Linked DNA regions of Sus scrofa: region 1 is linked to region 2. The links are chromatin contacts, called in public Hi-C maps. All regions are on one chromosome and are shown on one strand. Each heading gives the region's core, a stretch centred on a gene start, on an enhancer-like site or on the middle of the called end of the contact. The rest is flanking DNA. Distances are from core to core; before and after follow the strand shown. Region 1 has its middle 19 kb from the start of RHOD. Region 2 holds the start of SSH3 (protein phosphatase Slingshot homolog 3).

Region 1 (6,022 bases), core at 3,341-5,840, 190 kb before region 2:
TTCTAACCCTGAGGTTTTCTGAAGAAGAGGGTCACATGGTCAGAAGTAGGACTGAAATTCAACTCAGTGAGTTTTATCCAGGACATCAGCTGGGAGGTCTTGCTCTGGGAAGAACTGCTCTCTTGGAGTTCCCGTTGTGGCTCCATGGGTTAAGAACTCAACATAGGCGTCCCTGCTGTAGCTCAGCAGAAACGAATCTGACTGGTATCCATGAGGACACAGGTTCAATCCCTGGCCTTGCTCAGTGGGTTAAGGATCTGGTGTTGCCATGAGCTGTGGTGTAAGTTGCAGCTGTGGCTCAGATCCTGCGTGGCTGTGGCTGTGGCGTAGGCCAGCAGCTGTAGCTCTGATTAGACCCCTAGCCTGGGAACCACCATATGTCGTATGCCTAAAAAGACACCCCCCCCCAAAAAAAAAGAGCCCAACATAGTGTCTGTGAGGATGCGGTTTCAATCCAGTGAGTTAAGGATCCAGCAGATGCAGGTCTGTGGTGTAGGCCGGCAGCTGCAGCTCCAATTCCACCCCTAGCCTGGGACCGACCACATGCCACAGGTGCAGCCAGAAAAAGAAGCAAAGAACCTGCCTTCTGCGGAAAAGGGGAAGCAGGAGGGGCGTCGGGGAAGTGGAAGACTCACAGGTGTGCAGAGACGGGGAGCAGCTTCTGGGGCCACCACACAGAGGGGGAAGTGTGCATGCGCCTGGCCTGCTGGGGGCTGCTGAGAGGAGGGTCCCCGGAGGGGAGCAGTGGAGTCAGGACCTCTCACCTTTCCTTCCTCCCTAGCCCCACCCCCATCTGTCCCCGTGGCCCCCTCTTGGTCACCCTCCTTCTCTTTCTTGGAGAGCTCATCACCACGTGATCTGATCTTGTCTCCCTTGAGCTGCCCGCTCCCTGAGAGCATGGACTGCGTTTATTGGAATCCCCTGTGCCTCAAACGGTGCCTATAGCACGTAGAAAGCTGTAAAGAAATATGCAGAGTTCCTGCCGTGGCTCAGTGATTAACGAACCCAACTAGCATCCATGAGGACTCGGGTTCGAACCCTGGCCTTGCTCAGTGGGTTAAGGATCTGGTGTTGCTGTGGCTGTGGTGTAGGCCAGCAGCTACAGCTCTGATCAACCCCTAGCCTGGGAACCTCTATATGCCTCAGGTGCGGCCCTAAAAAGACAAAAAACAAAAAAAAAACAAACAAGTATTCAATGATGGAGTTCTCTCGTGGCACAGCGGTTTAGGGATCTGGCGTCACTGCAGCCACTTGGGTCACTGCTGTGGCGTGGGTTTGATCCCTGGCCTGGGAACTTCCACATGCCATGAGCGTGGCCCAAAAAAAGTATGAATGAATGAACAAAGGCCATGAGTCAACGCTCCACTTGGGGGGCCCTCGACTGCTCCCGCCTGGACCTCTTTAGAAGTCTCCAGGCCTCCAGACCCTCAGATCCTTCGCCCTCCTTGAATCCACCCAGAATCTGCCAAAGCACAGATCCAGTCACATCACCTTGAACCTTGTGCAGCCCCCTGCACAGAAGGACAGGGGACCTGGGCTCTCCTGCATCTGGCCGCAGCCCGCACGCCCCACCTTCTACCGAGGACACCTGACCGTCCAGCTTCATGCAGCGTGGCTGTACGGGCCTCCAGATCTTGCTCAAGCTATTTCCCTGCCTGCCCATCCTCCCTGCTTGTGCAGACCCACCCACCCACCCCCAGATCCTTCAGGGCCCAGCTCAGACACCACCTTCTCCAGGAAGCCTGTGGCTTCACCGCACGCACACAAAGCCGCCTGCACACTGGAGCATTTGTTGCCTTTGCGTGGTCCCCTTGGCTGAGGACCTGGGCCTCTCCTCCTATGCCGTGGGAAGGGCCAGGCGGGATGCCTTAAGATGACACATCTGGTGGCAGGACCAGGCCGGGGGGCCTGGCAGGGCGGAGGCGGGAGCAGAAGACCCGTTGGGCAGCTGCAGACACCCAAACACCAGAAACAAGCCACCACAAGTCAAGGCCGGGTGACTTCTGGGCTGGGAAGCTGTGGCTTCAGAGAAGGTGGACGGAGGGGAGGGTGGGGATGCTGAGAGTGACGGAGGAATGCAGGCCTCACCCCTGCATGCGTGAGTGGGGAGGTGGCCCCTTCCCAAAACACCTGTGCTGGGAGAGGTGGAACCGTCAGGCGGCCGGTTTCCAGGGTCAGCCCCAGCGTCCCCAGGCATCACGGGAGGGCGTCACTTGGAGATGCCCGGCCGAGGCCAGGTGTTGGGGTGGGTGGTTGTTTTCCTCCTCCTCTTCACCCTCCAAGCCCGCTTTCAATTCCTCACAACCCCCACCTGGCGGGGTGGGCACGGCCAGACAAGGGGGAGCCTGGGGAAGGCACAGCCCAGAGGCCCTCTGGGGCCAAGAACCACAAACCACAGTGTCTTCATGTCTCCGCCCCGCCTCCGCCCAGCCTTGGCGTTGTCTGCCGGGAAGGCGAGGGGTACGGGTGGGGACCCCAAGGCATCTCCCCCAGGACAGGCCACTCCCTGGCATCCTCGGGTGGGGAGGGCGGGACACACAGTGAGTCATGAAGCTTCCCTCCCCCCTCTGCCCAGATGGCACCCTGGGCCCCACAGCCGGTATGGGATGGGGACGGTGCCTACGGATCACCCACTTGGGCCACCCTCTTTGCTCTCTCCTGCCTTTGGCTCTTGGGGGCTCTTCCTTTGGAAGATGAGAACTCACAGCTCCCAGGAAAACATCCTAAAGCCACTGGCTAGGAAACCAACAAAGCCAGAGACCAGGATGAGGAGGAGAGAGATCCAAATCAGAGTGGGGAGCTCCCCTCGTGGCTCCGTGGGTTAAGTGGGTTAAGAACCCAACATGGTGTCCACGGGATGTGGGTTCAATCCCTGGCCTCGCTCTGTGAGTTAAGGATCTGGCATTGCCATGAGCTATGGCATAGGTCACAGACGTGGCCTGGATCTGTGTTGCGGTGTCAGCAGCTGCAGCTCCAATTCAACCCCTAGCCTGGGAACTTCCAGATGCCGCAGGTGCGGTATGGAGGCAAAAAGAAAAAAAAACAAAAAAACAAAAAAACCCAGAGCAGAATAGCTGACCAGTCACCATAGTTCTGGGGCTTAATCTCCAAGCTGAATGCTTCTGATTAGTAGGTCAGATTATGGAGAGTAGGGGGTTTTCCCAGGTTCAAATACTGGTTCTGCAATTTACCAGCTCTGTGACCTTAAAGGTGTCACTAGAGCTCTCTTTGGGTCAGTTTCCTTCTCTGTGAAATGAGGGTAAGAGTAGGACATATCTCCCAGAGTTGGATCAAATGAGTTATTGCAACCAGTGCCTATTCACTCAATCATCAGTGTTAACTAATACTTGCATTATTATCATTATTATTATTATTAGCTTTTTAGGGCCACACTCACAGCATATGGAAGTTCCCAGGCTAGGGGTCAAATCAGAGCTACAGATGCCGGCCTACACCACAGCCACAGCAACAGCAGGATCCGGGCCTCATCTGCGACCTGCACAGCTCACGGCAATGCCAGATCCCTGACCCACTGATCAAGGCCAGGGATCAAACCACATCCTCATGGATTCTAGTCAGATTTGTTTCTAATGCACCACGAAGTGAACTCCCAATACTCCAATTATTAACTATGAAGTGAGGATTTTTTTTTTTTCAGCTGCACCCGAGGCATGTGGAAGTTCCTGGGTCTGGGATGGAACTCCCACCACAGCCCAAGCTGCTGCTGTGACAACCCGTCCTTAGCTCACTTCACCTCAAGGGAAATCCAAAGTGAGGATTGCTACACTCTATGCAACATTGTTGCAGGGGCTGCAAAGCAGGAGCAAGCTGGAAGTGTTTGATGGTTGCTGGTCCCCTCTTCCCAATCTGGATGCCCGGGAGTGAAAGGGAGCACACACCCTGGTGATGACAAGGATAGGCACCCTCAGAGGGTGAGCTGGCAGGATGGGTCGGAATTTCCTCCAGGGCTCACGTTTGCTGAGGCTGACACCATGCCTGGTGCCCCGCTGAGCGCAGGGCAGACACTCCATGTGTTCGATTAGATGTATTGGTTGTCTGCCAGATGGGGGCCCCTTTCTAGCTCCTGCACCCCAAGCAGAGGGGTGGAGAAGGGAGCAGGATACGATCCTTGTCCTCCCAGCCTCCATTCTCTGTGAGACCCCCAGTGTGGACACAACCAGCAGGGGAGGCGAGTGTCTGAGCTTCACTAAGCAGCCTGCTCTTGCCATCGGGATAAACAGGAAGGGGGCTGGAGAGGCCGGGGGTGGGGGGTGGGAGGTCGGTGAACGAAAGACGCCTAGACATTCCCGCTCAGACCCACGCTTCTGAAACAGAGTTGTTCTAGGATGCCTGCCCCTGTCCGCCCACCAGAAGGGCGTCACAAAGTCCTGTCTGGCCAGGCGCTGTACGTGACATTCGGCACATCCAGTCCCCACAATCCCCACACTTTCCGGCTGAGGAAACAGAAAGCTAAAGAGCGGGACCCAAGGCAGCGAGTGGCAGAGCCGGCACCGGCCTCGGGCCTCCCAGCCCCCTCCTCCCCTGGACCCTAGCTGGGCGGCTGGACCTCGACCAGCAGGGGGCAGCAGGGTCCAAGGAGAGGCGGGACGCGGAGGCGGGGGGGGGGGGGGAAGGCCGGCGGCGGCAGCCAGGTGTGGAGATCTACCCCCATCGCTCCTGCCGGGGGCACTTTCGGGGACACACCACTCCCACCAGCCACCACCCACTGAGCCCGGACCCGCCCCATCATTTTACTGAAGAAAAGACAGCGTGGCCCAGTGACTTGCCCATGGGGCCAGACTGAGCGGACGTAAGATGATGCTGTCCCGCATCTGTCACGGTTCCAGGAGGTTAGAATCTAGGGTTTGAATCCCGATCCTGTGCTTGCCACCTCGCAGGATTGTCGTCAAGGGCGTGGGCGGAGTGAGATCAAAGGAGACGTCTCGGCAAAGCAATTCCCACGAAGCCCTGGAACCCGGCCTCCTTCAGTTTCCTCTGCGCTGCATCTGGGGAGGCAGGTTGGGACTGAACGGTCTCCGTCCCTGCCCTCCTCGCCCCTGACTCCACCCCAGAATTTGTAACATAGTTCAGGAGATGATCAAAATGCTAAAGAATGTCAAAGAATCTTGAAGGAGTGCTGCCGGAAAGTAAGGTGCTGTGAGCCGGCACCTGGGGACACGCCCTGCCCCCGGTGGCCAGAATTATCCTGGGGGGCTGGCAGGAAAAGGGGGCGAGGGACGAAGGGGAGCATCTGGAGGACCCTGGCTCCTCCTTGCAGGAGAACCAGCCTTCAGGGTGACCCGGACCCTGTGGGGGTGGGGTGGGGAGGGGTACTGGGAAAATTCAGCAGGAGTTTGTCTTTTTTTTTTTTTTTTTTTTTTTTAGCTATTTCTTGGGCCGCTCCCGCGGCATATGGAGGTTCCCAGGCTAGGGGTCCAATCGGAGCTGTAGCCACCGGCCTACGCCAGAGCCACAGCAACGCAGGATCCGAGCCGCATCTGCGACCTAACCACAGCTCACGGCAACACCGGATCGTTAACCCGTTGAGCAAGGGCAGGGACCGAACCCGCAACCTCATGGTTCCTAGTCTGACTTGTTAACCACTGCGCCACGACGGGAACTCCCAGCAGGAGTTTGGAACGCGACTCTCGGTCCTCCCACCTGCTGAAGGCGCTGAGTCACATGACAAAGGGCTGCCTCCACGGCTCTGGAAGGTGACAGCCCTCAGGACTTCCCTCTGGCTCCACCCTGTCACTCTAGGCACCCTGGGCTCTCCAACTCTTTTCACTTCCCCACCCCAGCTCCTCCCCCTCCAAAAAAAAAAAAAAAAAAAAAAAGGCCTGACAATGAGAGAGCTTCACGTTGTTATCACCACTCAGGTGCCTTAGGGCCCTGCAACTGCAACTTCCCAGGCCCCCACCCTCAGGCCAGGACAACCTTGACCGCAGGGCAGAGGGGCAGCTGGAAAGGCCCCCATCCATCAAGTGGTGACCTCCAGTCCCCTTTTCCTCATTCCCTCCTC
Region 2 (6,554 bases), core at 934-3,433:
GCTTAGCCGTGGTCCTCAGAGCCCAGCTCAAGGCTCGGAGGGCCTGGGGCTCCTGGCTTTGTGGCCCAAGGACGCATCTTCCCCCCAGAGGGTCTGGTCTCCTCAGTAAAATGAGAACAGTTGCCTTTGGCTGCCTGTTCGCAAGGGTGCTGCGCGGCTCTGAGGAGCCGTGACAAGTAGCCCGGTGGGCCCAGCGCCGTCCTGGGAACCTCACGTGGACTCCCTGGGGCAGGGGGCGGGGAGGGGTGGCGCTGAGAGGGCAGCCCAGCAGTCCTGAACCCGGGCTCTGCTGGACCCACCATATGGCGAGGAGGTGCCAGCCCGGCCGGCTGTGGGCCGAGGAGCAGGCTTAGGCCGGCCAAGTTAAGCCGAGAGCTTGGCCCTGCCCTCCTCATCCAGAAGAGCTGAGCTGGACGAACCACCCGAGGCCCCGCCTGAGCCCAGGGTCTGGAGGCAGCTCCTGGGGGAGGGAGGCAGGGGCAGCTGAGGCCAGCAGAGGGCACCCCGGGCCGGGCGGCGAGCACAGGACAGGCACGGGCCCCGAGTGGGTGGGCCTGAGCAGAGCGGCCGCCAGAGGTTCCTTGACCCACGTCCTGCGGTCGGCTGGGCAGGTTCAAGGCGACACTGTGGCTGAGTGAGGAGCACCCGCTCTCCCTGGGTGACCAGGTGACGCCCATCATCGACCTGATGGCCATCAGCAACGCTCACTTTGCCAAGCTGCGCGACTTCATCACCCTGCGCCTGCCCCCCGGCTTCCCGGTCAAGATTGGTGAGCGGGTGGGCCTGGGCGGCCCGAGGGCCCCAGGCGGCCCGGGCTGCGGGGCTGGCTCAGGCTGGTCGTCTCCTCCCAGAGATCCCCCTCTTCCACGTGCTCAACGCCCGCATCACCTTCGGCAACCTGTGTGGCTGTGACGAGCCCCTAAGCTCGGTGTGGGCGCCGGCGCCCGGCTCTGCCGTCGCAGCTTCAGGTACCGCTGCGGGCGGGCGCCGGGCTGTGCAGCTCGCCGGTCCCCGTGTGCCGGGGGCTAAGCACGACCCCCCTGCCGCACCCAGGGAGCCCCTTCCCCTGTGAGGTGGACCCCGCCGTGTTTGAGGTGCCCGAGGGGTACAGCGTGCTGGGCACGGAGCGCAGCGAGCCTCTTCGTGACGAGGACGACGATCTGCTACAGTTTGCCATCCAGCAGAGCCTGCTGGAGGCGGGCACGGAGGCGGAGCAGGTGGGGTGCGGGCCGGGCCCAGGCCCTGGGCAAGGGCAGGGGTGGCAGAGGTGACAGCTCTGGGCTCTGGCTGCTGCAGGTGACTGTCTGGGAAGCCCTGTCCAACACCCGGCCTGGCACCCACCTTCCCCAGGGCACGGCTTTTGAGGAGCAGCTTCAGCTGGAGCGGTGAGGCCCTAGGACCAACCAGGTCCACGTCTCAGCCCTGCCCCGCCTCAAGGACCCTGCCAGCCGGGGGGTTCTTGGCTGGTCGGGGTAGGTGGCAGGCGGGTGCTAGTCCCAGGACTCCAGGCCCCCTTCAAGGCCACCCTCCATCGTCGCTACCCACCAGCGAAGGTGGCCTGAGGGACGGAAAGACAGGGTCTTCCTGTCCCGGCGCCGTCCTTATCCTCAGCCTCCGTAGCCTTGTCCCCGCCCTTGGCGCCCCCAGCCTTAGTGCTCACCGACCTGCTCTCCCCTCTCGTGCCTGGAAGGGCCCTCCAGGAAAGCCTGAGGATGTCCACCGAGACTGGGGGTCCGGGATCCCCTCACAGGACACCCCCGGCCCTGGCCCCCCCAAGCTTTGAGGAGCAGCTCCGCCTGGCCCTGGAGCTGTCTTCGCGGGAGCAGGAGGAGCGGGAGCGGCGGGGGCAGCAGGAGGAGGAAGACTTACAGCGCATCCTGCAGCTCTCGCTCACGGAGCACTGAGTCCCCGGCCCCGGGGGAGGGCTCCCCACCCACTTTTATAACTTATTTATTTATAAACACTCTGCTGCTGAGCTTGGGGCCTGGAGCCCCGGGGGTGGGCCGGCATTGGAGACAGAGATGGAAATAAAGACACCCTCAGCAGCAGGCTTGCTCCACTCAGTGGGGGGAAGGGGGGGCACCAAGGGGAGACAGTGGGGGCAAGGGCCTTAGACCTGGGTTTGAATCCTGGCCGAGACCCCCTTAGCGTCTCTGAGCTTCAGTTTCCTCAGCTATAACTGAGACCACCGACCACCTCCAGGGCTGCAGAGAGGGTACACTGAAATTGAGCCAACAGGTGTCAAGTGCCCTTACGGAGTAGGAGCTCCGAGACCAAGTCCCCTGAGCTCTGTCGCATCTATTGGAGACCCAGGTTCCCCGCCTAGCCACACAGTCTGGCCTTCCCGGAACCCACCCATGCGCGTGTCGGGGGCAGCTTCACCAGCCCGAACGAACCAGCGCGGAGGGGCACGTCAGCCTGGGTTCCTGCCCTAACTCCGGCAGGTTCTGTTGCAATGACTTGCAGTTAAGTCACTTCCCTCTGTCGCAGCTGTGAACCTGCTCATCGGGGCCTGCTCACCTCCACCCTGAGGACCTGCTGTGGGCCTCCTGGCGTAGTTCTGAGCCTGATATCCCCTGGAGCTTCATGTGTCCCTTAGCGATTCCCCAGAGTGGAAGCGCCAGGGCCAGCTGACAAGGAGAAACAACTGTGGGGTGCCCCTCCCTTGAGACCACTGTGTCTGGTCCCCTCCGAGACCCGGGTCCCCAGGCCTGCCTCGCTAGGTCCCGTGTCTGTTGGGCAATAGAACCCGGGCCCAGCTCCGGCAACCTAACCTGCCGGAGCAGGGAGGACAGGGGCAGGGGCGCCTCTTGGCCCAGAGCAGAGCTCAAGTGACCCAAGTGGGCGGAGCAGGGAGGACCGGGGCAGGGGTGCCTCCTGGGAGGAGGGACCGACCCGAGTGACCAGGGCAGCGTGAGCGGCCCCTTTGCTAGCCGGCTCCGCACCTGCGCCCCGCCCTCGACGTGTTTTGGGGGCGGGGCGAGGCGGGCCGAACCGGTCGAGCTGCGAAAGGAGGGGCGGTGGCCACTCGGGGCGGGCTCCGCCGGCAGGCCTCGGCGGGTGTCTGGCCCTTTAAGGGCCGCCCCCGAGGAGGTGCCAGGCCCTGGTGGCTCCGGACTTTCCTTCCTGGTCCTGTGGGGCAGGGACTGTCCGTGGGGCTGAGGGAGGGCGCGGCGCCCGGTGCCGGCCCAGGTGTCCCCGGCCTGGCCTCATGGCCCTGGTCACAGTAAGCCGCTCGCCTCCGGCCAGCGGCCACTCCACGCCTGTGGGGCCCACGGTGAGTCTGACTTTGCTGTGGTGCTGCCCACGCAGTCGGCTGCCAGTGGGCCTGGGGGAGTGCGTGCTGCCCATGGGCAGACCCTCCTCAAGCTTGGGCGTGGGTGGAGGGGGCCTTCAAGTCTCAGGCTGGACGGGTTTGGGGGGATCTTGAGGCTCCCAGGATCTCAGACCACAGCAGGGTTCGGAGCCCTGAGCGCCAGCCCAGGCTGCGGAGGCCCTACCCCCTTCCCAGGCCCAGATCTGGGCCAAACCTCCAGCAGCCACCCCCCCATCTTAACTCTGGCTGCCAACCTGGATCAGGGCCCGGGCTCCCCCAGTGCCTCCATGTGGAGAGTGGACTGGCGTGGGAAAGGGATCTGACACCTTTTCTGGGACTGGGGGCTGGCGATTCTTACACCCCCAGCCTAGCAATCCTTGAGTGGGGGGAGGAGGGGAGGGGGGGAGAGTCCTTCCTTCCCCGCATTTGACTGGCCCCGGGGGCTGCTTTCTCAGCAGGACCAGGCCTCCCAGCGCAGAAGCCGGCTCCAACGAAGGTGAGCAGCTGCCCCCAAGACAGGCGCCTCCATCCAGTGGCCACTTTTGGCCACTGCCATCCTGGGAGATTTGCAGCCAAAGCCAGCCACTTAATATGTGGGGCAGTAAGGCCAGCGGGCACGGCTGGTGGGCACGGATGGCTGCCTTTCCTTTCCTCTTCCCCGTGGTCAGTTCCGGCTCCTTCACCCACTGTCCCAGACCTGGCTCTGGCTGGTGGTCACGAGCCAAAGAACAGGATGGGAGAGCAGGGCCTGAGGCCCTCCGGGTCCCCGCCAAGTTCACAGTATCTCCTGAGTTAGGCAGGTGGGAAGGCAAAGGGAGCAACCTCTGTCCCTCCTTAGCCAAGAGGAAATGGGCTGGAGGCTTAAGAGCCTCTGAGGCGGTGGTTCCTGAAGTGCTGTGGCAGCATTCCTAGGAACCGGCTAGAAATGCACATTCTCGGGCCTCGGCTTGCGAGCCCCTGACTCTCTGGGGGTGGAGTCCAACACCTGTTCGAAGGAGCCCTCCCGGCAACCCTGACGGGCTCTGACGGTTTCCCCGTCCCCCCGCCAGGCAGAGCTTTGCAGTACTCCGTGGGGCTGTCCTGGGACTACAGGACGGAGGAGATGGTGAGGACGCAGCCCAGGCCAGCCCTGAGCCAGTGGAGGAACCCCCGAGTGACGAGCAGCCCCGCGGGGACCAGACAGATGACGGCCGTGGGCCCCCGAGTCCCGGGAAGCAGGAGCAGAGTCAGCACCTGCATCTCATGGTGGAGCTGCTGAGGCCGCAGGACGACATCCGCCTGGTGAGGGGCCCGCCAGAGCCCCTGGCCTCTGAAAGGGGAGGGAGCTCCCTCTGAAAGGGGAGGGAGCTGGAGGAGAGGGTGGAATGGAGCCAGTGTGTGAGTCTATTTGGGGAGCAGTGGTGTGAGGGCAGGGGGCGCCCAAACCCCAGTGACTCTGCAGTTTCAACTAGAGTTGAGGTTTTTTTGGTTTTTTTTAATGGCCACGCCCACAGCATATGGAAGTTTCTGAGCCAGGGATGGAACCTGCATGGCCACAGAGACAATGCCAGATCTTTAGCCTGCTATGCCACAGCGGGAACTCCCTCAAGGTGTTTTAACAGGGCAAGATTGTGTCTCTGGCGGGCTGGGAAGGATGGGGAGGTGTGTCCCGTGTGAGCCTGTAGACGCCAGATTAGGTCCAAGAGCTGGGAATGGCCCAGAGGTGGTTTCTGAACAACCAGCACAGGACCTTCTTGACTGTGTGACGGGGCTGGTGCTGGAGGGGCCCGGGGGCGGCTGGGACACAGTTCCCAGCTGCCTGTGGAACATCTCGCTGTCGGCAGCAGAATGGGAAAAACCGATGCTAATCTTTCGTCGAGCAGAATTTATTCTGCAGAAACACCATCCTCTGTTGTGAGATTGTGTCCCGAATATTTTCTTTGGTGAGAAACTTTTTTGGAATCATAATGGCAAGTGGAAAGGTGTGTTTTAAACCTCCTTCCCAGCCAGAAGCAAAAAAAATGGACACTCTGTCATGCCCGTTCTGGTTTTTTCTGCACACGTCCTCTTTGAGAAAAATCTTTTTAAACCTTTTATTGGACCATGAAATCCTGAAGTTAGGAACCGCTAGATGGTAACACTGATCTGGCATCTGGGAAGAGAGGGATGGGTATAGAGGGAGCAGGTGGCAGGTCTGTTCCAGGCCTGGATGGGTGTCAAGTGGCGGGAGGGGGAGCAGCGTCCGCTGGGCCACTGTGACCCCCGGGGCGTGTCCCTTCCCGTCTTCTCCAGGCAGCCCAGCTGGAGGCCGCCCGGCCTCCCCGGCTCCGCTACCTCCTGGTAGTTTCCACAAGAGAACGTCTGAGCCAGGATGAGACCATCCTTCTGGGGGTGGACTTTCCTGACAGCAGGTGGGAGCAGGGAGAGGAAGGGAGGCGGGCAAGGGGGCGCGGGCCGGAGGACAACGGCTTTCCTCTGCCCCTGCCAGCTCCCCCAGCTGCACCCTAGGCCTGGTCCTGCCGCTCTGGAGTGACACCCAGGTGTACCTGGATGGAGATGGGTAAGAGGTGGCAGCTGGAGGGACTGGAAAGGAGACAGCGGGGTGGGGGGGGCGAGGGGGCAGTAACCAAGTGCTGTGCATGTCGGGGTGGGCGGGGGCAGGGGACCCACTGCAGAACTCCGGGCTGGGCCTGCCGGCGGCGCTACCCAAGAGTCACTGTGTGATCCTGGGCAAGTCACCTAAGTTCTCTGGGCCTCAGTTGCCCCGTGTCTGGCAAAAGGGGCTTATTTTGAAGCTCAAATGATGTGCACATGTTCTGAGGCCCACACTTAGGAGGCGCCTAGTGAGCAGGCCTCCCCGGGACCCTGTCCCAGAGCCGGGAGCTGGGCTCCACCCCCTCCTGGTCTCGCGCAGGGGCTTCAGCGTGACATCTGGTGGGCAGAGTCGAATCTTCAAGCCAATCTCCATCCAGACCATGTGGTAAGGGCTGGGGCTCCACACGGCCGCAGGCTCTGGGTAGGGGAGGCAGGAGGACAGAGTCACAGCCTCTCCTCTGTCCCAGGGCCACGCTCCAGGTGTTGCACCAGGCCTGTGAGGCGGCTCTAGGTAGTGGTCTTGTGCCAGGGGGCAGTGCCCTCACCTGGGCCAGCCACTACCAGGACAGACTGAGCTCTGACCAGGGCTGCCTCAACGAGTGGATGGCCATGGCCGACCTGGAGTCTCTGCGGCCTCCAAGCCTGGAGGCCGGCCGGTCAGTAC

The links. Hi-C and Micro-C count contacts between places; a contact is called where the count stands out from the background.
Region 1: a Hi-C map of skeletal muscle shows a contact between it and region 2, with 4 times the contacts expected there. The contact joins the enhancer-like site here to the promoter of SSH3 in region 2. A contact is called at or near these places in 17 of 47 Hi-C or Micro-C datasets (alveolar macrophages, blood, embryonic fibroblasts and 8 more) and 2 of 2 datasets of contacts at active chromatin or transcription factors (alveolar macrophages and skeletal muscle).

Annotation. Positions count from the first base shown.
Region 1 is chr2:5,382,184-5,388,205 of Sscrofa11.1, reverse strand. No RefSeq gene overlaps it. Among named protein-coding and RNA genes, the nearest start is that of RHOD, 19 kb to the left of the region's middle. Within about 2 kb of position 4,590, at least 37 of the 83 cell types and tissues checked have an H3K27ac peak or open chromatin away from gene starts, as enhancers often do. A contact at or near this core is called in alveolar macrophages, liver, omental adipose tissue and 3 more, where this site is marked.
Region 2 is chr2:5,189,504-5,196,057 of Sscrofa11.1, reverse strand. SSH3 (protein phosphatase Slingshot homolog 3) reads left to right here and starts at 2,183. Exons shown (of 14, transcript XM_005660638.3): 1 at 2,183-3,277; 2 at 3,772-3,812; 3 at 4,366-4,597; 4 at 5,588-5,706; 5 at 5,784-5,855; 6 at 6,210-6,275; 7 at 6,358-6,546. The coding sequence starts at 3,212. ANKRD13D (ankyrin repeat domain-containing protein 13D) reads left to right here. Exons shown (of 15, transcript XM_021082767.1): 11 at 612-769; 12 at 852-968; 13 at 1,054-1,217; 14 at 1,297-1,385; 15 at 1,691-2,048. The coding sequence ends at 1,904.